Regions from separate parts of the Zea mays genome. Here regions 1 and 2 are each linked to region 3. The links are chromatin contacts, called in public Hi-C maps. All regions are on one chromosome and are shown on one strand. Each heading gives the region's core, a stretch centred on a gene start, on an enhancer-like site or on the middle of the called end of the contact. The rest is flanking DNA. Distances are from core to core; before and after follow the strand shown.

Evidence for each region. A called contact is a pair of places that touch in the nucleus more often than the background predicts.
Region 1: a contact with region 3 is called in a Hi-C map of tassel, with 3 times the contacts expected there. The contact joins the promoter of LOC100193743 here to the promoter of LOC100273887 in region 3. A contact is called at or near these places in 3 of 25 Hi-C or Micro-C datasets (ear, leaf and tassel).
Region 2: a contact with region 3 is called in a Hi-C map of leaf, with 2.9 times the contacts expected there. The contact joins the enhancer-like site here to the promoter of LOC100273887 in region 3. A contact is called at or near these places in 5 of 25 Hi-C or Micro-C datasets (ear, leaf and tassel) and 1 of 3 datasets of contacts at active chromatin or transcription factors (leaf).

What each region holds. Positions count from the first base shown.
Region 1 is chr1:217,941,652-217,945,726 of Zm-B73-REFERENCE-NAM-5.0, reverse strand. It overlaps LOC100193743 (Malate dehydrogenase), which reads left to right and starts at 2,636. Exons shown (of 2, transcript NM_001138830.1): 1 at 2,636-3,025; 2 at 3,752-4,075. The coding sequence starts at 3,758.
Region 2 is chr1:218,128,646-218,132,829 of Zm-B73-REFERENCE-NAM-5.0, reverse strand. No RefSeq gene overlaps it. Among protein-coding and RNA genes, the nearest start is that of LOC100274073, 45 kb to the right of the region's middle. Within about 2 kb of position 1,944, at least 17 of the 20 cell types and tissues checked have an H3K27ac peak or open chromatin away from gene starts, as enhancers often do. A contact at or near this core is called in ear, leaf and tassel, where this site is marked.
Region 3 is chr1:218,411,909-218,415,582 of Zm-B73-REFERENCE-NAM-5.0, reverse strand. LOC100273887 reads right to left here and starts at 2,017. Exons shown (of 3, transcript NM_001367343.1): 1 at 1,488-2,017; 2 at 804-1,313. The coding sequence starts at 1,815.

The DNA.
Region 1 (4,075 bases), core at 1,387-3,886, 470 kb after region 3:
CTTGCGCAAAATGAGGCAGGGGAGAAAGAGCGGGTGTGGGTGGTGCTCAAAAGGGAGCTGGGGGTGTGTGGGCAGGTGAAGTGGTCGTGGTCCATACACCTCTGGATATGGAAAAATTAATTCAAAAATGATTTTTAATACAAAATTAATTCCAAAATCTTAGAAAAAACATAACTAATCTTTTTAGCTCTGATTCGATCCGTTCCAATTGCATTAGATTCATAATAATATTGTCCAAACAGTATAGTACTAATTTACATCATATTCCCCACTTTTATAATTGGATAATAATTTAACCTATGTTTAAATAGATTAATCATTTTAATTAAAAAAACTAAGTATGGTATTTTAACTTGGTTTTGATTCAATAGTAACTTAGATTATGGTGGGACTATTTATTTCTAATAAATATCTCCCCATAGGAATAACATTAATTGACAAAGAATATGTATATTACCAGTATTTAGCCTCACAAAACTTGGGAAAATCATATCTTCATAACTCCGAATTTAGTGGTTCTTGAGCCCACGATCTCGTAGCATCACGTAGAATATTATTATACAGTATGTTCTTATATTTGGTGTAATGTTAATTTTGCGTATACCATGTTTGTTTGTATTGTTACGATTAGCAGCGAGGTCACGAGAATCTGAAGATCATCCTGGTACCTGGAATCTCGAGTCTCAGGCAAGTTGTGCCCTTTATCACTTTTCTTTACCCAATAATGTTTCTCTTAATCACTTTGACATGCTCAGGTTAATTTGACGGGACCTAATAGGTTTCCCTAGACTTGTTTATCCCACACCTTGTTTACCACTAAACTTTTGGGTAGTTTTGCTATTGCTCTACCTGATTTTGGGATTAATATTACATTATGACCATGTTCCAGTTATACTATTGTTTTAATTATTGTTCATGACAAGATCATTGTGATAATTGGAATATGGAGCTTAACTTGAGATATCCGTGCCACTACAAGGGTGGAATGGGACGCCCTTGGCTGACTAATTAGGAGAGCTAGTGGAGGACTACCTTACCCAAAAGGGGCAAGGGCAGTAGGGGAGTTGTCGGTATAGGGAGGTTCTCGGGTCGATCATGCTGTGATGGCTTTTCGGATGAGGGATTCCTATCTTGCGCTCCATAGAAACTGTAGCGGGTTTTCTGAAGCTAGTGGAACTTTGTAAAGGCCTCGTAGTTGATCCCTAGCCATTCACCTCAGAAGTGTCTAAGGGTCCAGCTAACCCTAGCTGACGGGATACACGACTTGTAGGTAAAGGGCGCAACCTCTGCAGAGTGTAAAACTGGTATGTCAGCCGTGCTCACGAGTCACGGTCATGAACAGCTCAGGACTCTCGCATGATTAATTTATGGAACTAAACTTAATCTATCATATGTATTGCATCGCGGGTGTTATTATTAATTTTGATCTCTTACTTAATTGGGTTAGTATCTACTTATACTTAGTAACTGCTAATAAAATTTTGACTAACTTTAAAAGCAATGCTCAGCTTTAACCATATCCTTTTGTAAGCCTTATACTTCACATGAGCTCCCACCTTTGGTGACTTCATGCACATTATTCTCCACAACATGTTGAGTAATCAATGTATGTGAGCTCACCCTTATTGTACTCACATCCCCCAGGTCAAGGACAGGTACCACAGGATGAGGTGCGTGAAGGATACTGTGATGAGTACGTGAGTGGTCTAGACCGTCGTCTCCCAATCAACTATGGTTGCTGGATCGATGTCTTCGTATGATGTAAATATTTATTTTGTATAGAACTCCTATTATATAGTAAAGATGTGACATTTGTTTTTGTATCATGAGTCATCATACGTGTAAGACTTGATCATAGCACACTTAGTAATTATTTCGTGCCTAGTTTTTGGACCCTAAAATCCGGTGTGACAAATTTCTATAAACGCGACGTTCGTTTTGTATTTATAGTACCTCGCCATAGAATCGTTTTGCATGCATTCACTGTCTACTGTTTTGTTATTATTAATTTGACATTAAATTCTAATCTTTGTTTGGAAACACGGGCTTCATCAAATTCTATATATTTTCTCAGGGAAAAAAACTACTTGATCAAGGTCCTAACTGACCCATAGCGACTGTTTAAAACGTACAAGTATACGATCGATGAATAATAACGGTCGTAGTTCCATCATTCTCTCTCTCGATTACAACCGCGCTCAAACACAAATTATTCGAGAGAAACATGTCCAGTCCAGATGCAACTAGATTATGCCTGGACGGCTGGGCCAGGCCCACTCAGCCACATTGCTTCGTCGGATGGAATGAAGCCCGAGGCCCAGCCATCCCCTCCTCCTTCCCAGGCCGCTCGCAGAGTCGCAGTCGCACACGGAGAGACGTGGCAACAAAGAGGTCGACGAACGAGACAGAGAGCCGTTCCTCTCACCGCGCCGACCCCGACCAGCTCGCGAGCCTGGGGAAAGAAAAACGTGTCCAAAAACAACGGCGTTCCCCTGCGTGCGTTCCACCGTTACACGGCGCCTCCACGTCGCGTCGCGGGATATTCCCGAATCCCGTCGGCTCCTCGCCTGCCGCCGTGCCGCGGGCGCGCCTCACCTACTCCCCGGTCCAAACACCCGGCGCACCAGGGCCGCCACTCGCACAGCCGCAACTTCCCAAAAACAATCTAGGCGCTCGCGTCCGTACCCCCATAGACCGGGTCCACGCGCGCACGGGCGGGCGGGAATCCCCCTCCGTTGTTTCCTAGGCCGCACCGCAGTCGCCCTCGCCGCCTCCGTCTCCGTCGGTTCGTCGGGCGCAATAGAAAAACTACCGAACGCGCCGCCGCTCCTGCCCCGTATCTATACCACCGAAGGCGAGGAAGGGGGGCCAAGGACGAGCGCTTTTTCGTGCCCGCTGGCCATTGCCGCTGCTCACGAGCCTCCCGCCCCGCGCTGCCCTGCCCTCTGCGGCTCTGCCCCAACGAGCCCCAGGAGAGCCAGGTAAAGGAGCCGTCAAAAGCCCCCGCCGAGGAGAGCACGCAAGGGTAAGCCCACCTACCAACGAAGCCCCATCTCTTCGCCTTGCCCTTCTCCTTCGATTAGATTGGATCCCGGCCGCCGTCGCTGCAGGTGGGATCTGCTTTTTTTTTTCTTCTTCCTCTTCGCCGCTCCTTCCCTCGGGCCGTGTGTAGATCTGCACGTTCCCTGGCTTCTGCTCGGTTTCATGCCTTCATTCATCTCCGTCGAATTCCCAGTAGATACTACGTTCCATACTCTGTACGGTTATCGGATTATGCAGGCAATTTGATCTAGCTGGGTAGGTCGATAGGTTAGTTATGGCAAATAGGAATGTTGGCCTCATTTTCTCAAGAGTTGGCAAGTCAGGCAATAGACCTACGCCTGCTCTGAGTTCTGTCCATATATACTCCATGAATGAACTCAGCAATTCTGTTGAACGATTCGCGTTGTTATATACTGCGTGCCAGACCGACTCACGAACATTTTTTTCATATATTAATGCACTGTTACTCAAGGTCGTGATGGATCTGATATTCCGACTCCCAGTATTCGTGCGTGTCCCTAGTTAATCTATTGATGCTTGGAAGAAAGCTCTTTTTAACTCCTGTTCTATATCGATCACCTGGTGGTGATACATGTTTCATTCTTGGTTATTACTGCTTCTAAATCCGATTCTTTAAGCTACCGCTCTGTCTATAATCTGTTACCTCACCTGAGTATCGTACCTGATGGTTTTTTTTTTTTGGCTGCAGTCAGACATGGCGTCAACCGTTACCTTCAGCCTAATTAGCACCCAAGCTGGGTTGATCCATAAGCCAAGGAACCTTGGAGCCACAAGCTACGCTGGCTTAAAGGTGCCGAGCTTTGGCTCTGAATCATCATTCTTGGGTAGGAACGCATCCCTTCGGGCGGCTGTTACTACAAGGATTGTGCCCAAGGCAAAGTCTGGATCTCAGATATCGCCACATGCATCTTACAAGGTGGCGCTGCTCGGTGCTGCTGGTGGCATCGGTCAACCCTTGGGCCTATTGATTAAGATGTCTCCCCTGGTGTCCGAGCTGCATCTGTATGATATT
Region 2 (4,184 bases), core at 695-3,194, 280 kb after region 3:
GGACGATATCAAAAAAATCTAGGCATAGATCACTGGAAAGCAGTCAAGAATGCTCTAAGATACCTAAAAGGTACTAAAGGTCTCATGCTAACATACAGAAGATCTAGTTCCTTGCAAATAGTTGGTTATGCAGATGCTGACTGGGGAGGTTGTAGAGATACACTGAAGTCCATTTTAGGATATGTATTTACACTATTTACACTTTCTAGGGGGCTATTTCTTGGAAGAGTTGCAAACATACAACGAGAGAATTGTCAACAATGCATGTTGAGTTTGTAGCTACGTATGAGGCAACTGGACAGGCAATATGGATGAAGAAATTCATACTCGGATTAATAGTGGTTGATAGCATAGAAATACCACTAAGAATTTACTGCGATAATGAGCCAGCGGTATTTTTCTCCTATAACAATAAATCAAGTGGCGCTGCCAAATATATTGACATTAAGTCTTATATTATTAGGGAGAAGATTTAGGATCAAACCATTGAAGTTGAGCATATTAGAACCCAGCAGATGCTAGCGAATCCGCTCACAAAAGGCCTCTACCTAGCGTGTTTACACAACACATAGCCGACATGGGTTTAAGGGAGTGTCTATGATCTTAAATCATAGGGGCTATAAATTGAAACCTAGTAAAGTACCTTTTCATTATGAAGCAGGGGAGCATGTTGTAGTCAATGAGTACAACGATACTTAATCGGTCGTTGTCACGCATCGGTCTCTATGTGTAAGGTATGTCGAGAACAAAGGAGAGATTGTTAGGGTGTGTCCTCTACATGAGCCAGATAACAGGAACCAGGGTAGAGTTAATCCTAACCGTCTATCTGCACCCTTGATCGGGGGCTATCCTAACCGTTGGTTGCAGCCCCGGCCACACGACACCATATATATAGATTAAGGGGCCATCGAGCTTAGATAACACTAATCGCTCGACCACAAACCCTAATCGACATCCACACAGGTCCCCATCACCTAGGCGTGCGTAGTGACAGGAAGAGTTGTGATCTATGGTGTCGAGCTCCGTGATCACCCCAACGGGCATGGGATCCGAGCCGCATGCAGGTGCTCTTGGAAGAGGATATCCACCGCCGACTGGCGACGGCGAACCCAAACCTCGCCAGAACACGCAGGAAGGTGGTGGAGCAGGAGGAGGCGGGTCTACGATGCAAGACACCACTGCCATGGCTGCTACCATGAACAACAACAACGAAGGTATGTCTACCTACACAACTCAGTAGAATAGATCTACTCATCATCGAGGTTTTTTCAAGTACAGATTGGTATTTTAGGGGCTTAGAAATTGATCTTAGACACCACAAAATCTAACATGCAGATGTCATGACTGACGGTGGACAGACTGAAGCAATGGTACTGTGAAAACGACTGTAATCTTGACAGGAGTCCGACAAATAGTATTTCGCTTTAAGGGCTAGTTTGAGAACCCCATTTTTTTTAGGGATTTCTATTTTCTTAAGAAAAATTAAAAAAATAAAAATCCCTTGATAAAATAGAGTTCTTAAACTAGTCATAAGAGTTTTTTTTTTTTTGCTGTAACTAGTGATACTGTTTGTGTGGCCGGCCCGTAGGGCGGATATAAAACCTTGTCACGAATTTCTATGGAGATTATCGAATAACGGAATATCGAATGAACCAAATAGACTTACCGTGTCTGGTGTCTCGTCGGAGATGAAGCCTTGGCGACCTCAACGTCGCGGCGGAGTTCGACGTGGCCAAGGGGCATTACAGGGACATAGGATAGGATAGGACAGAACAGGACAGGAGGCGCGTGGAGGAGGGCGAGCTCGGGAGCCGGGCGACTCGGCGGCGGCGGCGGCGCCTGAGACGAGCCGGCAAGCACGGTCGAAGGCATAGCATAGGTGGGCTTGAAGCGAGCGCCAGAGGCCACGTGACCCTGGGCGAGGGCTGGAGGAGGCAGAGCTGGGAGGCGGCGGCGGCGGCAAGTGAAACAAACCCTACGGTGCTCAGCCTGCCAAAAGCCCAATTTTCATCTGCCCAGAAACATGAAAAGGGGGCCCATAACGTGAACGCCCCCGTTAAACGGAGAAAACTGCATTTATAAACGTGTTGGGTGCATTTTCCGTTCACAGCGTTGTACTTCTATGCTAACCTGTATAACTAACATTACAAACAGGTAGTTCGACCTAGCACAGCACAAAAGGCCGCGGAAAACTTTGATGAAGAGAAATGATCTTTCTACGTTACATTCTTAGGTATACTAATTGCACATCTCCTCATCTTTCCCCCGTACAATTATTACAGAATAAAAGTCACATTCATATCAAACAACTTCAAATTTTCAAGATACGCATCAATCTGCAGTGGTTTCCGATGGAGAGCCAAGATACTAAAGAGGCAACATCCCCGTCTCCACTCAAGACAAAGATCAAACTACCTGCGAAACAGTTAGAGCACTGCCTGCATAACATATGCCTATGCTTTCCTCTTTAGCTTTCGCACTGCTATATGTATAAATCTGTATATATATTACTCTAAACCGCTTTCCAGTCCATAATCTCTACCAACTATTAAGTTAGTAAGGGGTAGGTTGCTCATTCCCTGTTCTGTCATTCCCTACCATTCACGTTCTTCCATTCCCATTCCTGGTTCGGTTCTATCATTCCCATCGCGCAGGTGGAAACCGCTCCCCTATCACCACCCGAGCCCATCTCCTTGCACACGCCGCCGCCCCATCCTGGTCTCATTGGTGAGATCCTCTCCCTCCACCTCGGCTTCGCGCGTGTCGCCACCCCCATCCCCTCACGAGCCGCCCCACCATCTCGGTCCTCGTCGGCGATATCCTCTCCCTCCACCTCGGCTCTGCGCCGCCGCCGGCTCTTGCTCTTGCCTCCCTCCATTCCCCTGAAACGCAAAGCGGAGTCCAGATTGCAGTTCCTTCGACCCATTCGGCCGTCACATCAGCCCCACGCCACGCCACCAGCCGTCGCACGACAGGACCCAGATGCCAAAGAAGATGTGCGTGAACTCCAAGGCAGAGGCGGCCTGTGAGCGCCACTCCACCGCGGAGGTCGACTGGCGCGACCGCCGAGAGCGCGTCGTGGAGGAGCAGTACTGGGCCGCCTCCCCGCCTTCCTTGCTGCTGTATGCCCAGATTTCTCCTCTTCCACTACCGACCCGAGCCATCCCATCCGCCCCGCATCCTTGCATCGGACCTCATAAGTTTGAACCAACAATCAGCTGCGGGGGCCACCACCTCCTGAGGTCATACTCCTACGCTGTAGCCTGTGTAGCGGCCTCGTTCTGCTCAGGTGTGACGCCACGGTGGGAGGCCAAGCTGTGGCTGGCGGTTATTTAGGTGCTAGATCCACGGTGGCGGCTATGGACAAGAGCATTTGTATTTGGATCTGATGATTGAGTCACAAGTGCAAGATACATGTGTTATGCCTACAAACTAGGAGGTAAACGTAAAGCACTGGTGCTTCCATTTTCTGTTGTTGTAGTATAATACAGTTCACATGCGCGATCATTTCCATTGTTTTTTAATAGTATTCAGCCCAGCAATGAGTAGGAAATGGTGTGCTTCGTTGCAACTTATTTTTTATTGTACAATTTTGATGGCTCTATGCTAATTATTGTTGTTTGTGATATTCTTTTTCATAATGAACTGTAAACCACGTGATGTACTTAAACTATGGAAATGTCAAATTGAGCAACCAAAGCTTAATCAGGATGACCCTTCCATTATCATTTTTGACAAATCAGATAAAGAAAAGAATAGGATTATTGCAGTTTCTTTCTTATTTGCTCTTAGTTGCTAAATCGGATAAGGATGAGACAATTGCTGCTGCACTGTAGTACAATAACAGTTCAAATTGGCATTCATACCTGCATCAGTTATTTGACCATGGGACAATTGCTTCTTCCATTTTTCATTACTTACACAACTAAACCAGTCTGCATCAGTTATTTGACCATGGGACAATTGCTTCTTCCATTTTTCATTACTTACACAACTAAACCAGTCTAATTCTGTTGAAATTTATTCAATTGAACAATGTGTGGTCAAAATTTTTCAGGGATTTGGACACCTTTCATTAATTACAACATCTACTTACACTACAAGTATATTTTGTATACCTCTCTGGCACTGGTATTGCTTCTTCCATTTTTCATTAATTACATAGCTAAATCAGTCTACATTGG
Region 3 (3,674 bases), core at 768-3,267:
CACTGTGCGACATGCAGTGCGCGCCACTGTGGCGCCGTGCTCAAAGTCCAAAGTCTTCCCGGCCGGCGCGGCCTGTGCGTGCCTGGTCTGGTCTCCGATGCCGACGAGATCTCGCCCGCAGGGCTTCCTATTTCAAGCAAAGGCATTTACGCCCGCCAGGGGCCGGTGGCGAGCAAGGCTGTGCGTGCCTGGCTACCCACGCTGCGGCGGGATCGGACGGGTCGGAGGCCGTGCTGCAGTGCACCGCCCGATCGAGGCCTCCATTGATTCGTCCCCGTGTCTCTCCCTATCATGGAATCACGGTTCATCGATGCTGTGCGCCTGCCTGCCTGCCTGAATGTACTGTGTGCCGAACCGTGCGGACTCCTCTCCTCGATCGATCGATCATCCTCCACCCTCTACAGTGCAAACGCAGCAGCCGCAACCGTACAGGTACAGCTAGCCCCTCCCCTCAGCCTCAGCCCTCAGGTAGATAGATAGGTCTCGTCACACGAACACTGTAAACAAAGCCCGGCTAGGTCACAGTAAAAATAAAAGAAAATCCATGATCCATCACTGGCGGCTAGGAGAACACTAGACCAGTCCCCGTCGCACTCGCTCATAGATGGGCTCCGCGAGCTTCTCGAGCTCGTCTGTTAGCCAGTGTTGCCGGCCGGACTCGGTGGGGGGCAACAATCAGCCGGGAGTTACTGTGCCAGCAGGGGCCCGCCTGTCATACATACATCATCCCATCCGTGGCGTGCGAGTGCGGTGTCGTGCTAGCAGGTAATGGCGGGCCGGGTAGGGATTGCCGGAGTGCTCACCAGGGAACAAGCAGAAGGGATGTATTTGCGTTGGCGGCGGCGGGTCCTCAGCCGAAGCGGCGCCTGGCGGGAACGGGAAGGTGCAGTATTGGTGGCGGATGCCGAAGCCGTAGGGGTCCGCGGCGAAGCTGTAGGCGGCGTCGTGGGCGTGGGCCGCCGCGGCGGCGGCCAGCAGGTGGTGGTGCTGGCCGACGGCGACGTCTCCCGCGCCCGCGCCCGGCGGCATTGCGACCGCGGCGGAGGCTGCCTCGAGCTTCCGCTGGACTGCCTGGTTGAGCTTGCGGCGGCGGTAGGCCGTGGACTGCTCGCGGTACTTGCGCGCCATGATGACGTGCCAGTGGTTCTTCACGGCGTTGTCCGTGCGGCCGGGGAAGAGGCGCGCGATCATGGCCCACTTGTTGCCGTAGAAGCGGTGCGCAGCCATCAGGCGCTCCTCCTCCTCGTCGCTGAAGGGGCGCTTGCTGATCCGGGGGTCTAGCTGGTTGAACCAGCGGAGGCGGCAGCTCTTCCCTGCGCAGCAAGCATTGCAGTAATAGGCCATGCGGAGCTAAACCTTGTTGTTGTTAAAATGTATGTATACAGTGTCTTTGTATGGGGATGGATGATCGGTGCAGCTGAGCCTGAGGCTGAGGTCAGTCAGATGAGATTACCACAATGCAAGATGATGATGATGGACGCGCGTACCGGATCTGCCGTCCAGCTTCTCGGCGATGAGGTTCCAGTTCTGGGGCCCGTACAGCGCGACGAGCTCACGGAGCTTGGCGTCCTCCGCTGGGCGCCAGTGGCCGCGCGCCGCGAGCCGGGACTGGCCGCTGCTGCTGCTCTCCTGGAGGTCGGCGGCATTGCCGCCGGCGGCAGCGGTGGCGGCCGTGTCCATGGTGGTGGTACCGGCCGTGAGCACGCGGCCTCCGCCCTTGGATGAGCACGAGGACGAGGCGGCGGCCTGGTCGGCCGCGGCAGCCGCTGGCGACACTCGCAGCAGCCATGTCGGGGCCGGCGACGAGCACGGCATCGTCGTCAGTTGCCGCGGGAGAGACGGAGACGAGTTGAGGATGTGCGCGCGAGCGGGACGAGCGACACTGCTCCCGTTTCTTCCGCAGCAGAAAACCGCACGGCTGGAGGTAGAGGAAGAGGCCAGAGCTACTCCTACACGCTACAGGGAGGCAGGCATCTCACTCTCCCCCACGCACGCACGCACCCTCTCATTCCCGTCAGATGGACGGATCGCTCGGGCGCACGCACTCCCCTGTCTAAAAACCGCAGGAGGAGGGGGAGGGGAGGGGAGGGCCGGGCGTAGTCCGGAGTCCGGAACGCGTGTGTGCTTTTCACTGTTGGATAGGCTAGCTGCTCCTCCTGGTGCTGGGCAGTGCGGGCGGGAATGGGGAGGGATCGTCTGTGCTGGCTCGCGGGACGCCGCGCCGGTGGTGGCTGCTGCTCCGGGTCGGGGATTGCAGGGCACGGGCACGGGCACGGGCACGGGAGGGGGATAGCTACCAAGGGTGTTGTTTGCAAGTACATACAGCTTGCTTGCTTGCTTGCTTTGGATCTCAATCAGTTTGCAAAAGAAAAGAAAGTTACTACTCTATTAACACATGTGTACTGCATATGGCAAAAGCTTTTTGAAAAGGCGAAGTGCAAGGCACGGAACTGGGAAAGAAGGGGTGAAAAATAGTCGTAGAGAGAGAGAGAGAGCACACTGGCGGGAGTTATTTTACTAGGGTTCGCGCGGTAAAAACTGGAGGCGGAGGAGGGGTAATTAAGGTAAGGGCGCAGAAGATCTTACTGCACGCAAGGCTTGTCACTGTCCCAGCTGTCTACTACTACCACCACACCGCCCGCTGCCATCTCTCATGGCTTTCACCGAGTTTAACAAAGCATCGGGCGTCCCCACCGCACGTGTAGATGTCATCTCACCACATGTGTGGCTTGCAAGGACGACGCACGGCCAGAGAGAGATAGAGAGAGAGAAGGTTAGCACTGTAGCCCGCCTGCCTGATCGTCGATCTACTACTACTTGCTACTGGTCTCTTTCTCTTTCTTCTCTCTCTCCCCCTCCCCATTCAGTTTTCACTCTCAACAGTGGATCGGTACGTCCGAGCGTACGTACGTGTACATGCGCCCAACAGTTTGAAGCGCGTGTACACACACACGGACGCTTTTCCTCGCGAATCGCGATGGAAATCTGGACGGGAATGGGAACCGGCTATTAATTACGGCATCCAATCATCAGCGGTAACAGAAACTGTGCTCTTTGCACGACGACTGGCCGGTGAATAATGTGTACTCTGAGGGCCAAGTAGACCTGTGCAGAGTTCAGTGGCTGCTTAGTCAAGTAGTAATGCATAGACAATATACTACTCTGCAACGCTTGACTGGCCATATAAAACGACCAGCTCAGGGAGGCTGCTGGGCCTTATTAAACACACACGCACGCACGCACAAACACACACCACCTTTCTCTTGACCGGGAGTTAATGTTTTCGTACTTAGCCAATAAAAGTACTCAAACTGATGCCTTTTGTTTTTTTTAAAAAAAAAGAAGAAAAGAAAAGAAGGCAGAGATCGCAATCTTCCAGCAGGAATCTCAAAGGAGCAGCAGGACGCAACGTCAAGTACGAGACCAGCGCAAATTAAATAGAGGCCCCTGCAGGTGGTGCATGCGGGTTTCAGGCAGCAGGTTCGGCCTATTTTCTTTTTTTTTTGTAATAATAATAATAATAATAAGAAACAAAAGCATGAGTGGGATTGTTAAATGTGCAGAGCTGCTGGGCGGGGTACGAGTCCCAACAATAAACAGGCTCTCTTGCATTGCTTTGAGTTGCCTGGGTAGTAGACTAGTAGTAGAGTAGATGAGATGATCTATCTCCCAGG